Linked DNA regions of Drosophila melanogaster: region 2 is linked to region 1. A link is a contact called in public Hi-C data. All regions are on one chromosome and are shown on one strand. Each heading gives the region's core, a stretch centred on a gene start, on an enhancer-like site or on the middle of the called end of the contact. The rest is flanking DNA. Distances are from core to core; before and after follow the strand shown. Region 1 holds the start of Vap33 (VAMP-associated protein 33kDa). Region 2 holds the start of CG15771.

The links. A called contact is a pair of places that touch in the nucleus more often than the background predicts.
Region 2: a Hi-C map of the Kc167 cell line shows a contact between it and region 1, with 3 times the contacts expected there. The contact joins the promoter of CG15771 here to the promoter of Vap33 in region 1. A contact is called at or near these places in 15 of 107 Hi-C or Micro-C datasets (the D17-c3 cell line, the Kc167 cell line, the ML-DmBG3-c2 cell line and 6 more).

The regions. Positions count from the first base shown.
Region 1 is chrX:3,943,833-3,951,773 of dm6, reverse strand. It overlaps Vap33 (VAMP-associated protein 33kDa), which reads right to left and starts at 2,799. Exons shown (of 7, transcript NM_206623.2): 1 at 2,402-2,799; 2 at 2,061-2,293; 3 at 207-359; 4 at 29-138. The coding sequence starts at 2,124. Gem4c (Gemin 4c) reads right to left here and starts at 6,731. Exons shown (of 3, transcript NM_166998.2): 1 at 6,401-6,731; 2 at 4,185-6,347; 3 at 3,314-4,125. The coding sequence starts at 6,518. The coding sequence ends at 3,671. It overlaps Gem4b (Gemin 4b), which reads right to left. Exons shown (of 3, transcript NM_166997.2): 3 at 7,509-7,941. The coding sequence ends at 7,867.
Region 2 is chrX:5,750,306-5,758,246 of dm6, reverse strand. It overlaps CG15771, which reads right to left and starts at 2,673. Exons shown (of 3, transcript NM_001297980.1): 1 at 2,043-2,673; 2 at 1-385. The coding sequence starts at 2,192. It overlaps lin-52 (lin-52,), which reads left to right and starts at 3,289. Exons shown (of 4, transcript NM_001297979.1): 1 at 3,289-3,402; 2 at 3,458-3,631; 3 at 3,706-3,810; 4 at 3,891-4,857. The coding sequence starts at 3,363. The coding sequence ends at 4,045. It overlaps Rtel1 (Regulator of telomere elongation helicase 1), which reads right to left. Exons shown (of 7, transcript NM_001272333.1): 3 at 7,847-7,941; 4 at 7,643-7,785; 5 at 7,269-7,398; 6 at 6,974-7,183; 7 at 6,170-6,905. The coding sequence ends at 6,693. CG15772 reads right to left here and starts at 5,998. Exons shown (of 2, transcript NM_001297978.1): 1 at 5,486-5,998; 2 at 4,206-5,383. The coding sequence starts at 5,378. The coding sequence ends at 4,599. It also overlaps asRNA:CR45528.

The DNA.
Region 1 (7,941 bases), core at 1,550-4,049:
ATTAAGAGTCCTATTCGTTTCCCCTTACCAATTTATTTAAATCGCTTAGATCAGCATCCATGGGTGCCAGGACGCTCTGCACCATGAACTTGTGCTTGTTCTTCTCCTGCTGATCGTAGACGAATGGCTGAAGGCAGACTATGTACATGCCGAGGATAAGTAACGATATTATTAGAGTAACGATATACCATTTGAGAAATACTCACTCTCCACCTGGGTTGATCGAAAGGGAATTATCTTGCCGATGTTTGGACGTACGCAGTAGCGTTTCGGGGCGGTTGTCTTGATCTTGAAGACCAGAGGCAGAGCCGAGTTGTTGCGCAGAGTCATGATTGTGACAACGGGTCGGGTGAAGGGACCTGTAAGGCGAGAATATATCAAAATGAGTGTTAGCTTAAGGAACACATCTTATTAATTTCATGGCACATATAACGCATATGTACATACATATTTCCCTATTGTTAATATTTTCTGATTTCCGATTTTCTCCTCATGATATGATCTTTAAATAAAACAGGCATTATCGCCCTTTCATATTGAATGCACCCGATTAGTCACACTATTTTGGCGATAGCCCCACCCAACCCAAAAGCGCCCAACACTCGCACTTTCCACATTTCTCTACTTTCCCGATTTTCCCCACTCTTCCTGATTTTTGTGTAGCGTCACGCTCGTTGCGTCATTGGTCGAGGCAAGTTCAAATTAATTGAATTAATATCAAAACAAAATCGAGAACGGGCACAAAAACCGAATAGTAAACTGAATATCGAGGAATACCCTGCATATTGAAGTTGGATTCACTACCAAAATGTGTAACTTATTTTGAAACTATTATGAAATTACAAAAATTACTTCAAATTATTTCAGATTTAATGTGATTAGTAAACGCTAGTATTACTCCGAATATTACTTTTAAGCCGACTAGAAATCGATCGCGGGGTCTTACATTCTAAAATAGTTTTTTTGGTCACATTTTTAACAGGCATTGGTGAGAAAATCAAAACAAACCAGGAAATGGGCAAAAACTAACGAAAGGAATTTTTTTTGTTTGTTAGCATGGCGTGTGCGTGTTTTTCTTTGGTGTAAGTGTGTGTCAAGGAAATTTCATTAGACAAAGTCGCGTCATGCATGTGTTTTTCACCCCTCGCCGACCGCACTATTCACGATCTAACGGGAAACGTGGGCGAGGGGGTTGCAAAAGAATGGGGCTAAGGCTCACTCACACATACACAGATATTAAAATATTTGCGCACAATGGAAGCGATAGCAAAATACTTGAAAAGTTAACTCAATTTTTTTCAATAAGACAAAATACAAATGGTGAATGGTTATTGGTGTATTATTCTAGATCGCAATCAACAATGATTGGTCATTTAAGTAGACATTTCGTTCTGCAATTGAGACTGTGATAAAATTTCGCGAAAAAAATTAAATGTTTATGCACTGGAAAATGCAGCTTGGCAACAGGAGTTCAATAACAATGCGATGACAACCGTGCCACTTGTCGCACCCACTGTGCGAGCTCTTTGCATTGTTTTTGTCACTGCTGCTGTTGCTTTTTGGCCAAAATTCAAGGAGCCAAAAGACAAGAAAAAATTAAAATGGCCCATGACAAGTTTTTGCGTATAAAAATATAATGCTAGCCAAAAACGCGAAACGAGTGAGCAAGAGGGAGAGGGATGGCGAGTGCAAGTGAGAAAGAGAGCGACGCCAGCTGCCGGCATCAAAAAATAAAATACATTAAAGAGCTGAAGCAAAAAAAAAAAAAAGAAAAAAAACGGAAAGAAGCAGAGCGATGATACACGTAGACCCCGAAAAGAACAACAATAAAAGGTGTCGTATGTAAAGGAAGAACAAAAACAACGGAAATTATTGATAGCCAATCGAGCGAGATGGCAATAGAAAGCGTAGAGGGAGGGAGATTAAATGTGCGCGTGAGAGAGAGAAAAAGTGAAACTTGCAGTTTGCTCTTTGCAAGAAATGGGAGGTGAATCGGCTTTTTTGGTCGATATGCAGCGACCTTTCCGCAAAAACGCGAAAATAATGTAAAATAAACTTACCCACAAAACGCAACTCATGTTCTGGTTCAATGGTCAACGGAAGATCAAAGAGTGATTTGCTCATTGTGGCGGCTGGCTTTTGTTGTTGTTGTTGCTGCTGCTCCTGGTGTTGTTCTTGTCGTTGTTGCTGCCGAGAATTTCACTCTCTCCGCTTTTCGCCTCTTATCGTTTTAATTTTATTTTTTGTGCGTCCTGTTTTTGCCCAGCTATTTGTTGTTCTTGCTGGCTGTTTGCTGTTAAGAAAATGCACACAAAATTATATTAAAATGCAGACGCACGCATAGATACGAGACACAGGCACACAACTAAATTAAAAGAGGGATTTCAAATTTTTCGCTTACGTTTGCGTTTTTTAGCCAAATATATCAAGAAAACTGCTGCTGTTTTTATGCCTGTTTCGTTTTACTTTACTCGTCTCTCTTTTTTTCTTTCGTTTTTCGTTCGTTTCGCTCTCACAGGCGAAATATCGGTAAATTTATGCGACCACACACACACGCATGGACAAAAAAAAAGCAAGAGCCAGAGAAACTCACGCACGCACGGGCTTTTTGCAGAAAATTTCGGGAAAAAAACACAACGATCAACGTGCGACTTCTTCACCGACTTTAGGTCGCTTTTCTGTCGATATTTTCGATTTCAGTGGTTTACCACGCTTCGGTTTCTTCGCAAACTTCAGTTGAAAACGCAAAATGTAAAAAAGCCATATATTCTGTCAGCTAGTGATGTGAAAAAAATATCGATGCATCGGGTATCGATATTTTTAGTTTAGCGACTTTTCGATACTTGTCAAGCATTGGTCGTTAAATTACCTTGTAAAATATATATAGTGTTTTTTAAGACAAGATATTTTTTCTATTTTTTTTTATTTAGGTAATTTGAAAATGTTATTAATAACAATTTGCACCAAAATTTTCCTTTCCCTGAATAATGCCATTCAGCTTTTGACAGAATATAAATTAGTTAAATTTATAACATAACGAGTACATGAAATTTAAAAATGTATTAAAATAAATTTTCCTAGTTTTAAGTTACAATTTTGCAACAGGAAGCAAAGCAGTCGAAGTAATACATAAAAATACGAATAAAAATAAGAACATGCAAAATTACAATAATTTTAAGCTTGCCAAAGCATTTATTTAATAGAACACAAATTTGTATTTGATGGTAGTATTACATATTTTATGTAAATATAGTCGGCCTTAAGGACACACAAAGTTGTAAAATAACCTGATATCAAATTATTCTGATGTTCAATCATAGCGTTTTGTATATTATATATATAATACATAATAATACGAAAAAAAAGAACATGCAAAATTTTATTAATTTTCAGCTGAATAACTTCACTTGCTTGCCAAAGTATTTTTAGTAAGACAAAAAATTTGCATGGTAGTGGTACATTTGTTATGTGCATACAGTCGTCCTTTTAAAGGACATACAAAGTTGTAAAATAATCTGATATCAAATTATTCTGATGTTCAATCCTAGCGTTATGAATATTATATATGTTTTTAGTCATATAGAGATCTGACTGCCTAAGAATTAAAGTGTTGGACAAGCGGCGGAGTTTCGATTTGGCTTAAGAAAATTACACTTCTAACAGCATCTCCTTAACACTTGGCCGCCTGCTGTTCCTGGATATTTATGCCGAATCGCACAGCGAAGGCTTTACTAGCTAGCTTCATAATCTCGTTGCGAATGGAGAATGGAGCCTTGGCCACAACGGCCATCAAATGATCCCAATGCTGGCGCTTCGTGATGGTCTTATTGTGTTTGGCGTGGCTCCGGAAGGCGATCAAATATTCTCGAAATAGGAATCTAAAGGCCATGAAAGCGGACTCGCTGTTCACCTTGACCACTGCATCGCTAAGATCGCCCATAACAGCACAATCGGCCCTTTTTTTAAGGAGCTTTTTGAAGAGATCGTTAGCCTCCTGTGCACTGGACTGAGTTAGCAATTTGAGAAAGGAGCGTGTGTCCTTTAAGGTGTCTTCTTTAAGGTAGATGAGCCAAAAGCCCTTGTGCTTTAAACTGTTCACTTGGTTCAAGATCCTCTGGCGGCATTCTGTGAAAGAGCAATAATTAGTAGGCTTTCGTCTTGGACTTACATTTATAAGAGCGCACCAGTGCCTAGGAATGTCAGATGAGACAGACCGTCCTGCCAATACCACACCGCCAGTTCTAAATTATCCACCCGGAAATCTTCAAAGGTGGCCAAGTCCCAGCGTAGGGCATCAATGGTTTTCATGACATGCGAGATCAGCTTCCAGTGTTTCAAACGCCACTCTGGCAAGCTGGCATTCAGATATGTGTAGTGCTTGGCCACCTTGACAGCTGGTGCATCGTCTCCGTTCTCCAATTTCGGGTGCTCCTTTTCGAGTGCATTTAACTCTGCAGTGCCTCGGGTGATTAGATTGCTTTCACCCAGACTAATCTGCTTGAGCAGTTTCAAGATTAACTGCAAGCTGGGCAAGTTCATGGGCTCTATAAACTTGGCCAAACCGTAGGCACACGCGTCTAGGAACCTATTTTGCGCCTGCCTAAGCTCATCCTCTCCGTAGGGACACCGTCCGTCTTTCAAACTAACGCACAGTTGTCGCGCTGACGTGTAGAGACCGTTGAGGATCTGTCGGTGGCCATATAGGTAGAGTGTAAACTGCAAGGCATACGGCTTTTGAAGTAGTTGCTCGTTCACCAAGATGTTATCGGCACAGGCGGAAATATGAAAAGCAGCATGCTTGGGACAAGACTGAGCTATGTGCCAGAATAGCTTCGAGAAGCGAGTATGCGTCACGCCCAAGTGGGAGAAATCAATCCAGGTCTGTCTTGCGTTCTCAAAGCACAGTACTAGAAATTTGGTTATCGGGAAGCGCTTATTATAATCCAATTGATTAAAGAAGCGTATGCGACGCTCCCGATGATCGGGAGCCTTGAAATTAAATCCTTGGGTAACGTTTTGCTCATCGCGCAATAGCAGTACTTCCATCTTGTCCTCGACATTTAATTGCATAAATAAGGGACGCAGTACTAGGCTTAGCAGCTCTTCGTAATCATCGTTGGACGAGGTCTCGTCCTCGTCATCCCCCTGATTTACTTCCGTAACGGATATGCCCTCGTCCTCGACCACCATTTCGGACTCCACCACCTGACCCAGGAAACTGAGTATTATCTGGGCATGTTTCTTGGTGAGCATAATTAAATGATTTGCCATCGTTTCCACGCACTCATCGTTACCAAAGGCTATGAAGCGGCTAAAGAGATTGTCCAGCCCGGCGAGCAACTCCTCATCGGTGGCCATACCGGAATCGAGAAAGACTAAGAGTTCACCCATTCTCATCTCGGCAACGCGCTGCTCCAATGTTTTTGCTGCATCCGCAAAGCTCTGCATCTGCTTGCAAACCGGATGCTCTCCGAGCATATTATCTGATTGGAGTACTTTAAGCAATTCTGCCGTCTGTCTACAGATTAGCTCCTGGCAGTTATACAAAGCACTTTTCGATTTCATTTCATGCCAATACATATACGTGTCTACGCTAACGAGCTGAAAGATACGCCGCAGAACGTCTAGCAGTATTTGGGCGAAATGCCGCAGATCAGGCATGGGATCGCTTGAGTTGCTGTCACTGATGTCCTCGGTTATTTGGCTGTAGACGGCGAAGCAATTTGGTTTCTCCCGCTTTAATGGATCATTGAGGGTATACAAAAGGACTTCTATAAGGTGATCCATAGCCTTGGCCAGGTAAATCTTTCGAGTGGATGGACGCGGCAGCGTATGGAGGCGCTGTTTAGAGTCCAAGATATGACGATGTTCCATGCAGGCTATCTGGCGCAGCAGTTGCTTATTTTCTGCGGGCAAATTGCAGTTGACAATTGCGCGACCGGCTGCTCTGAGGGCGGCAGAGAGCAGCGGTAGTGTTTCCACGCAATCTGAATTAATGACCGACAGAGCCTCATTGAATGCCTCAAAATACTGGATGGTCAGCCAGCGGGGTCCACAAGCAAGGAATTCCTCCAGCGGCTCCATGAGACAGCAGTTAACGGCTATTGCGATGGTCAAGAACAGTGGGATAGGCGGAAGCTGGTTACACAAATGCATGACATTGGCGCTCCACTGCGATTTGCACAAGAAATAGTCGTGTGCGGTGTTCAGCACCAGGTACACCAGTAGTCCACGCAGTTGATTCATAGCAAAAGGATCCATTGTGTCTGGCGGCTGTATGATTAGATCGTGCTCCTCCAGCAGGTCCGTCACTTGGTCGCAGATCTTCTCAATGTGCTCATCGTTTCCTGAGAACAAACAATGTTCATATTTGGGCACTAACCTCTGGTACTTCACTTACCACTCCAGTAAATCATATCTTTCAGACACTTGGCCTGTTCGTTGTTGTCATGGAATATTTTCTTCAGCTGGACAAACAACTGGCAATTGTCCAGCGGGTGCTTCTCAGCAGTTATCATCGTGCTGCCGAAATTTCGCGTTTCGTCAAAACTCTTCCGAAGGAATTCAATTTTATGTGCGTCTTCTGTCAGATGACTATCGAAAATCGATAGTTTACCGGTGCGTACCGATTATCTTGCGTGCAAGGAATATTTTTTGAAAATGAAAATGTCCCTACAACAAAAAATTTCGCTTTGTAATAGACTCTCTGATGTAGATAGATACTAATATGACTTGTCCACTGCTTGCTATGATTTAACTTTAACTTTATTTATAAACATTTTCATATGATATTTTGTATTTTGCTCAGCTGAAAATTAAATGAAGATATTTTATAAAGTATTGTAATGTATTATTCGATAATTAATTATTTGTATTATTATTGTAATGTTTTATTCGATAATTAATAATTGACATTATAAATATTGCGACTTCTCCAAAGTCAACTGCAGTTTTTTAAACAGTGGTCCTATTTAGCAAATGTATTTAAAATAATGCGATTCGCATGCGGCATTTGAGTTTGAAATCTTTTCGATACTTGTCAAGCATTGGTCGTTAAATTACCTTGTAAAATATATATAGTGTTTTTTAAGACAAGATATTTTTTCTATTTTTTTTTTTATTTAGGTAATTTGAAAATGTTATTAATAACAATTTGCACCAAAATTTTCCTTTCCCTGAATAATGCCATTCAGCTTTTGACAGAATATAAATTAGTTAAATTTATAACATAACGAGTACATGAAATTTAAAAATGTATTAAAATAAATTTTCCTAGTTTTAAGTTACAATTTTGCAACAGGAAGCAAAGCAGTCGAAGTAATACATAAAAATACGAATAAAAATAAGAACATGCAAAATTACAATAATTTTAAGCTTGCCAAAGCATTTATTTAATAGAACACAAATTTGTATTTGATGGTAGTATTACATATTTTATGTAAATATAGTCGGCCTTAAGGACACACAAAGTTGTAAAATAACCTGATATCAAATTATTCTGATGTTCAATCATAGCGTTTTGTATATTATATATATAATACATAATAATACGAAAAAAAAAGAACATGCAAAATTTTATTAATTTTCAGCTGAATAACTTCACTTGCTTGCCAAAGTATTTTTAGTAAGACAAAAAATTTGCATGGTAGTGGTACATTTGTTATGTGCATACAGTCGCCCTTTTAAAGGACATACAAAGTTGTAAAATAATCTGATATCAAATTATTCTGATGTTCAATCCTAGCGTTATGAATATTATATATGTTTTTAGTCATATAGAGATCTGACTGCCTAAGAATTAAAGTGTTGGACAAGCGGCGGAATTTCGATTTGGCTTAAGAAAATTACACTTCTAACAGCATCTCCTTAACACTTGGCCGCCTGCTGTTCCTGGATATTTATGCCGAATCGCACAGCGAAGGCTTTACTAGCTAGCTTCAT
Region 2 (7,941 bases), core at 1,424-3,923, 1.8 Mb before region 1:
CCCATGGCAGATCCGATGAGACCAGCACGCAGTCAAAGTAGCCGCGCACATTCAGCTCAGCCACCTTCTCCCACTGAGCGTTCGACGGTCCGTTGGTGATGAGGGCCAGGGCATAGCCTGCCTGGCGCATCCGCAGCAGCAGCTGGACATAGTCCGCCGGAACGGCTAGGTAGCGATACCGCAACTTCAGCCACTTGGGATAGATCTGTTCCGCCAGGTGCTTGTGGCGCGCTGGAAGGGATTCGCGCCACAGGTGAGTGCGCCACGAGTCCAGCGATGTTTGCGAGTTATCGGGACAGCGGCGGAAGGCCTTTAGAAAGTTTTGGGTGGCCTGTGTTGCGTCATCTTTGCTGAACTGGTATTGGGTCTCCAGAAAATCAGCGAGCTAAGAACGAAATTGGAAAAGGGTTGGCAATTCGCATTATTATTGCGTTACATAAATTCAAAAATATACAAAATTGCGTAGATGTGATAGTGCCGTAAAAACCTCAACCGCGATAAAACTATAAATACGCTATGACGAATTAAAGACGAGATAAGTTAAGAACTTTCACGCAATAAGAAGTGAACAACCTGAAAGTAGAGTTAATATTAATAAAAGCGATTAGAAGCCTCAATACGTGCATAATCTTTTGCGAAACGCGGTAGAACGTAAATCAAAACTATTACGTCCATAAAGTTCTCAATTAAGCGTCAGATTGACCAATCCAATCATTCGATCGAATCCGAAGCCAATTGATTAATTCCAAAATTGTTATAGCATCGCCGTACTATCAGGGGATTGAACATCAAACTGCAATTGCCGCCGGTACACTTGCAGCATGAGTAATATATGAGAATATACTATATTTTATGATCGCAATGATAGCTTGGAAATTTCCACTCGCTATCTATTTTCCGGCCCAACCATCCGCATCTATTGAATCGTACTCAAATCAGGAAGCTAAGCTCACAAAAGTCATTTTGAATGCTAGGAATTTAAGTTGAAATCATTGCGATTAGTCACAAAAACTGTCATGAGTTCCGAAATATAAATGGGCGTGGCTTCGCTCGCTAAGAATTGAAAGCAACTGAATAAAGAAACCGTCTTATTTGGGGTCTTCAAACATTGAGCGTATTGAAACATGAACGTGATAATGAAGTTAACTATCTAAATTGGCGCAGCTTAAAAGATAACGATATAATCTGGAATGCAAGAGTGAGTAAATGTACGTGACATTGAACACATTTTCAAGAATACCTATTTATACCTTTCTCTCTTGAAGGGAAAATTCTAAAAACTTTAACCTTTTAAGATCGCAAATAGACTCATTTATTGTAATAAATAAAGTCAATGGCCTCTGAACGTTCAAACAAGTACATATTGCGAAGTGCTACCTATTATCATCAATTAACCTTTAGCTTCTTTGTGTGCCATTCACTTTATAAGAAGGTTATATTTCAAAAGAAACCATTGACGCGGGTTTCCAAAGTTTGTTGGTATGACGTTTCGTTCAACTTTTGTTAAGTGCAAGTTCCTCGATTTCCGACCTTTTTGCAATCGTTTGCAATCGATAATGCGCACCACGATAAGATCCTGTAAAGTGCCTTTTAACATTTCGAAAACCGAAGATTCCGAATTTCCAACGTAATGCCGATTATTTAGTGGGTTTTAGCCTTCTAAAGTGCATGTACCCGTGGTTATATTTAAGTTAAGACCTTGTCGAGTGCACTCTGAGTTTTTCTTTTTTGTTTTTTTTTTTTTTGTGGCTGGGGGATGTGAAGGGAAGGGAAAGGAAATCAATCGGAACGCAAATAAACAATCGAAATTTCGGGCGCGTGCTATCTGCCGAGCGTCCGGGTTTTTTCGACTACGTAACAACGGGCGGGCTGCAGTGGAAAATTTTCTAGCTGGGTCGCCCGCCTGCTGCGCACTTTCACCTCCCCCGCCCCGCCCCCCCACAAACACTACATGGAAAAGAAACGGAAGAAACGCCAACGGATTGGTGATTGGCAGAGGGGGCAGTGAGGCTGTCTGCCTTGGCTTGGTTAACAAAGCTCACCTTTCTGATCGCCTTGGAATCGCCGGCTCTGGTGGGAATCAACGTGTTGTCCAGGTCAAAGTAAAAGGCCCTGATTTTCGCACATGTCGCATCGAAATGTGAATGTGTGGCTGTCAATTGCTTGCCGCAATGGAATTTGCTAGCTGCCATGAGAGTCGTCGAGCGGAGGGGGGGATGGAGGGTCAGCGAGGGGTCACTGTCAGGAGTGGAGGGGTGGTAGCCGGTTGCTTGGTTAGATGGATGGATGCAAACGTAGAGATCCAAGAACAACTTTGGTGCAATTCAATCCGCCAGCGGATTTGCGCTTTGAAATTGGCGCCAAACGAAACGAAACGAAATGTACGAGCTGCACGACTGCAGCAGCACTGCAGTATTTTTCTATTTTCCTCGAGCGGACTGGCAAAAGTTTCCGCTTCTCGCGCGGCGAAGTTAAAACGGCAACTGAATGACAGCGACAAAAAAAATAATGAAACGGAACGGGAGCGGTCGCAGTAATGTCGAGAGACGGGGTAGCGGGGCGGCGGAACAGGTGAGCGCGTGTGTATGAGTGCTTGTTGACTGAGTGAGAGCGGAGCAGCGAATGAAAAACCGAAAGAAAGTGCGAGGGCGCATGGGAAAACAGTGGTGGCCAAAAGTCTGCGTATGCGAACAGTGCTACCAGGCGGCGGCGCCAATTGATAAAAACTTGATAAGATATTGTTATTCCTTAAGATTTTATATTATTATTAAGATGTTCTTGAATAAGTTTATTTCAATAACTGGTTAGACATCCGTGTTGTGTTGTTCTGGACAACTACTGCGCAGCACATGTGCTTTTTACGGGCACATATTTTTTGGCGCCACTGTGCGAAGTGTGCCAAGTGCCGTTTGCGCGCCAGAGCGAACGAGAGCAGGCGACCTAGCGCAGAGTTGTCTCTATGCGCCGTTAAACGACCGTGAGTGGAAAAGAGAGCACGATAGAGGTCGCGGAGAGGTTCGCGTTTCTCTGCTACGACGCCTGCTCTCCACTCTGAATTTAGTATAAGTCGAGGCACGCTCATTTCCTAATTGTTGTGCCATTTATTTTTAACTTCTATTAATAAAACCAGGAAAAGCAATAACAACAGTTCTTTGTTTACCAAAAATATCAGTTGTTTTATACTTCCTGGTGCTTTCTAGCACTGGCTTGGCGGTAAATCGATAGTATTCGATAGTGATTGTTGAAAGTGGCAACGCTATAGTTTTTGTTTAACGAGGTGGCAAGTGATTAGCCCACGGATTTTTTGGCATCTTTCCGTGTTTATTTTCAATAGTTTTTGGAGTTTTTCAACATTATCCGCGATGAGCAACGCAGAGACAACTACGGATTTGCTTTCTACAGGTGAGTAAATATTTAAATCACATGAAAGGCGCCATAAAACGAGGTTTTCTTGCAGAAACCATTCTAAAAGCGGCGGACGAGGAAGTGGAGAAGGCTTCAGCGTCCAGCAGTAGTACGTTATTGGCCGAAAAGGATGTCCCGGAGGTCAAGGAGCGGCCCATAACGCCGGAAGACGAGCTCATCTCCATGGAAACTCTGCGACCCTCACCTGTCCAATGGCCAGAGCGTTGTAAGTGTAGAAAACGTGAGCACGAAGAAATTGGCGCCATTTTTAACGCATATCTTTATTTTCGATTGCTCCAGTTCCCGGAATGGACGAGTTCCTCTCCATGAGCGACACGCCGATGTACACGCGCAGCACCAACTACACCAGCAATCTGACCGATGATGATATGGTTAAGATTAATGGTAAGTAGCTGCAAAGTCAATGAGATTTAAGAATAGTATATTAAAGAATAGCATATCCATTACCTACTTTTCTATTCCAGAACTAGCCCAGCTCCCTCCCGAGGATCTGATCGATAAAATAAAGTCAATGCATGATGAAATTTACCAGCTGGGACTGCGTGAGGCAATGGAGATGACTCGTGGGAAACTGCTGGGCATCTTTGACCGGGATCGCGCTCCTAAGCGGCAGCCATGAGGCTGGATGATCCGATCCCTAAGAATGGGACTGTCGAGGATCTCGTTGAATTCGCATTAGGAACATAGGTGTAGTTTCATAGTGTACATAGTGCTATTTTTATAGTGAGTAATGCGTGTTGTGAATGATTTATCGCTATTTTACAAAGATAAATAGGCAGGCGTTTGAACAGTAACTAACGTTTATTTCCATTAAAGCATTTTGGGTCCTACACGTCGCTTGTATTACAGATACATTTGAGGAGTCGGAGGAGAGATGAAGTTGACGGATTGGAGGGAAAGGAATGCAGAAGGATCTGGAGTTTTTGGAGAAGGCACAGTAGATTTCGCTATGCAGGGACATTAACGCAACAAATAACTCTGTCTATGTGGGATTGGATGGATCGGTTGCGCTCTAGTGCGTCCTATTAATACTTAACTAAATGCTTTCGTTCGGATTTATGCAGTAGCCTTCCCCACGATCCATCCCAATTTGGGAAAGTGTGTTGGTGCTGATGGTGTGCTTACATGCTGTTTCCCGTGAATATATATCCAGTAACGTGCATCAATTCCCATTACTCCTGCCACTGCATTCCGAATCGCTGCTCAAAGGTGATCCGGTTAAAGACGCCCGCATCGGCCAGCTGCAAGGGATCGGTGTAGTACGCAAAACGCCGTATATCCAGCATGGCCAGGTCGAACATTTGCTTCCAGCTGGTCAAATCTGTAACGCTCATGTGGATCGGCAGCTGGGGATCCGGTATATCGATGGCCGCCTGCAGACGGTCAAACGCCTCGGCAATTGGTCCCACCGATAGATTAACCCAGTACTCCGCTGGAAAGCGCTTGTTCTCACAAAACGGCGCTCCCTTGCGCATGATGAAGACCAGCATGAGTATCTCATAGCGCTCGGAGCTCTCATAGAAGCGCTTGGTTCGGGTCTTCTCCACGAAATCGATGAGAAGGATCAGGGGAGTGTAGTTCTGGAGGTGCATCAACAGCTCCCGGTCGGTCCAAAGGTAACGGCCGCCTTTGACGGTCAGCAGGCTCATGTTGCTGGCGAGTTGTTGATGCTGCTGCTGCTGCTGTTGCTGCTGCAGCTGGTGGTGTTGCTGCTGCTGAAGGTGTTGCTGTTGCTGCTGCTGATGTTGGTGTTGCTGCTGCTGTTGCTGCTGGTGTTGCTGGTGCTGCTGCTGCTGGTGTTGCTGCTGCTGGTGCTGCTGGTGTTGCTGCTGCTGATGCTGCTGGTGAATGCCGCCGGCGGATGGGGCTGGAGTTCCGGTGTTGGATGCCACCTGGCTGGGCATGGCGACCACAATGCCCGTCTGTCTCTGGCAGCCAATCTCCTCCACCATGTGCGCTGCAATGACGACAAAATGCATTTAAGGCAAGTGCCTAAACCAGGCCAAGGTCGCTGCGTTGGCCAAACACCCAGCCACCCCCTGCCCGCCCTCATTATTACTTGTTGCAAATAGCGAGCAGCGAAGAGCGAACGTGCAGCAAGTCAAAGGCTATGGCAATTGCAATTGCAATCAACTTACTGCGTGCCCCAATCAAAGCGGCAGAAATTATGTGTGTATTTATGAGGCGGATGGATCAGCGGGTCTGGATTTGGATCGGGGTACGAATGTGGCCCCCAAGAAGCAGCGGCCTATCTCCTCCGGCAGCTCTGCGTGTTTGCCGTGCGCCCTGGACGATTGTTGCCACGCGAGTGCCTTCCCAAGTCCGAAGTCGGAGCCACTCGGACCCGCATTCTCGTTGCACTCGGGCTCAGTTTTCTCGGTGACTCGGTCGCGCCAGCCGATGGGCATGTGTGGATGTGCATATAGGGACTCGGCCCGTTTGGCAATGAACTTATTGGATGCGTTCTGCGCTGGCTGCGGTTCGCAGATTTGTTACCAAGCGGGCTGCCAACTCTAAAATGTATGCCCCCCAAGCGGTAGATTAAAAAATAAATGTGAAAAACATATATGTAAGCAGTCTACAAAAAAGTAATTTTATGTTTTTAAGACAAGAACTTAAAAGTCTTAGCATTAGTCAATTTCCTATGATATCTTATCTATTTATCATGCTTAAAAATATATAAAATAAACATATATTGTACATATATATATATTATTATACAAATTGAGTTCATATTTAAATACGATATGTAAGATTTGAAGAGTTTTCGAGCACCCTGTTCTATTCGCCTTTGATTTGATTGAAAGCTTATTAAAGCTCATCAGCTTATCAGCAAACGAAATCGAAGTTTGATGCACATAAAAGTGGTATTAAATTTCCAATAAAGGTAGACTGTTGATTTAAGTCAACCTTGAGCGGTAAATAAATAAACAGATTGGGAAAACATAATGCACATAATGCAAACGGTTTTGAGTAACTGCATTTGCATTTAATATGACCCCACATTTTCCCACAAAGCTATAAACAATATCATGATTAACGTATAATTTTTAATAGTAATAAACATCCGTACAGAGAAATTCAAAATGCATGTACAACAATGCATAGCATTGTTAATAATATATATTCTTAGGAGAATTAGACGCGCCCCACTAAATACAATCAGAAAATTACAGCCAATGTCAATAAATTTGAAAAAAAAAAAATAACATATCCTTGGGACGACTAAACTTGAAAACTCTTTTACATAGTCACCTAACCCTTTGTTAAAGATTGCCCACCCTACGATCAAACTCGTCCTTGTGCTCGTTCTTTAGATACTTCCGCATCCCGACGAGCATGTAGCGCACTTTGGGTGCGGACAGGACATCCAGGAGTATGGCCATCAGGGCCTGAAAGCTCTCATAGGTGCCATTCTTGTACTCCAGCAGCGCCTTGCCAAAGCGGCGGAATTGATCTTGGGTGACCAGGCTGCGTAGCTGCAATTCAAGGTAAATTAATTAGTAGTAGTAGTAGTAGTATGGAAGAAGTCTCGAAGGTATCTCACCTCCCGGAGAAACGCGGCCCTTTCCTCGGGTGCCTCCTTAGCCTGCGAACTACTTGGCTCCACCTTGATGTTCTCCACCAACTTGTATCGCTTTTTGGTCACCTGGCTGGAGGATTCCGGCGCCGTTGGTGAGCTTCGCTCCCGCTTGTGAATCTTCACCAGACCAGAGGAGCCACTTTTACTATCTGTGCAGCAGTTGAAATCGATACTCTGGGAAAGGGGCAAAACAAGAACAAGTCCTAAAGAACTAAATAAACACAGTGTAATAATAGATTCATGGGAATCTCGTGTTTACCGAGACATTTGAGTCCAGTCGACTCATAAAGTCCATGGCATTCGGCGCCGCACCACCCAATTTATGTCCAGCGGCACTCGCATAATCGGCGGGTGTCCATGTCTTGATGGAATTGGCCATCTCCACTTTGCTACAAAGAAAAATAATAAATATTTCAAAGTGTCAATACCAGGAGAAAGGCAAACGAAAGTTTATTTACCCTGGCAGTGATGACAAAAGGCCACTGGAAATGGCTTACAGCATTTCACTTTAGCTATGACAAATCTCAAAAATTGTACTCAAGACTACTTAAATCCGATTAAGGATTTGCTATTAATAATTGTAATACAATCTATACAGCTGATAAGGTTGATCTTAGATCGCAGGTTACGTACATTGCGGATTCATTGGCTGATTTGAAGGTGGCATTGGAGCCAGGCTCCCGTTTCACTTTTGGAATGGCGGCTAGTGGTTCATCCTCTGTCTTGCAGACGGTTTCCAAAGGCGAATCGGTTTCCCTTTCATCCGGTAGTTTCATCTGAAGTTTTGAAAGAATTGTATTACAATTGCTGAAAAACGCATAAACATCATGAGCTTACATTCGCTTCGGCGTTCTTAAAGAACTGACGCAGTTCCCGGACGATAGGACCAAAGGGTGAGCACTGTGGCCGGTCGCCCAGGTGACCCCGAATCC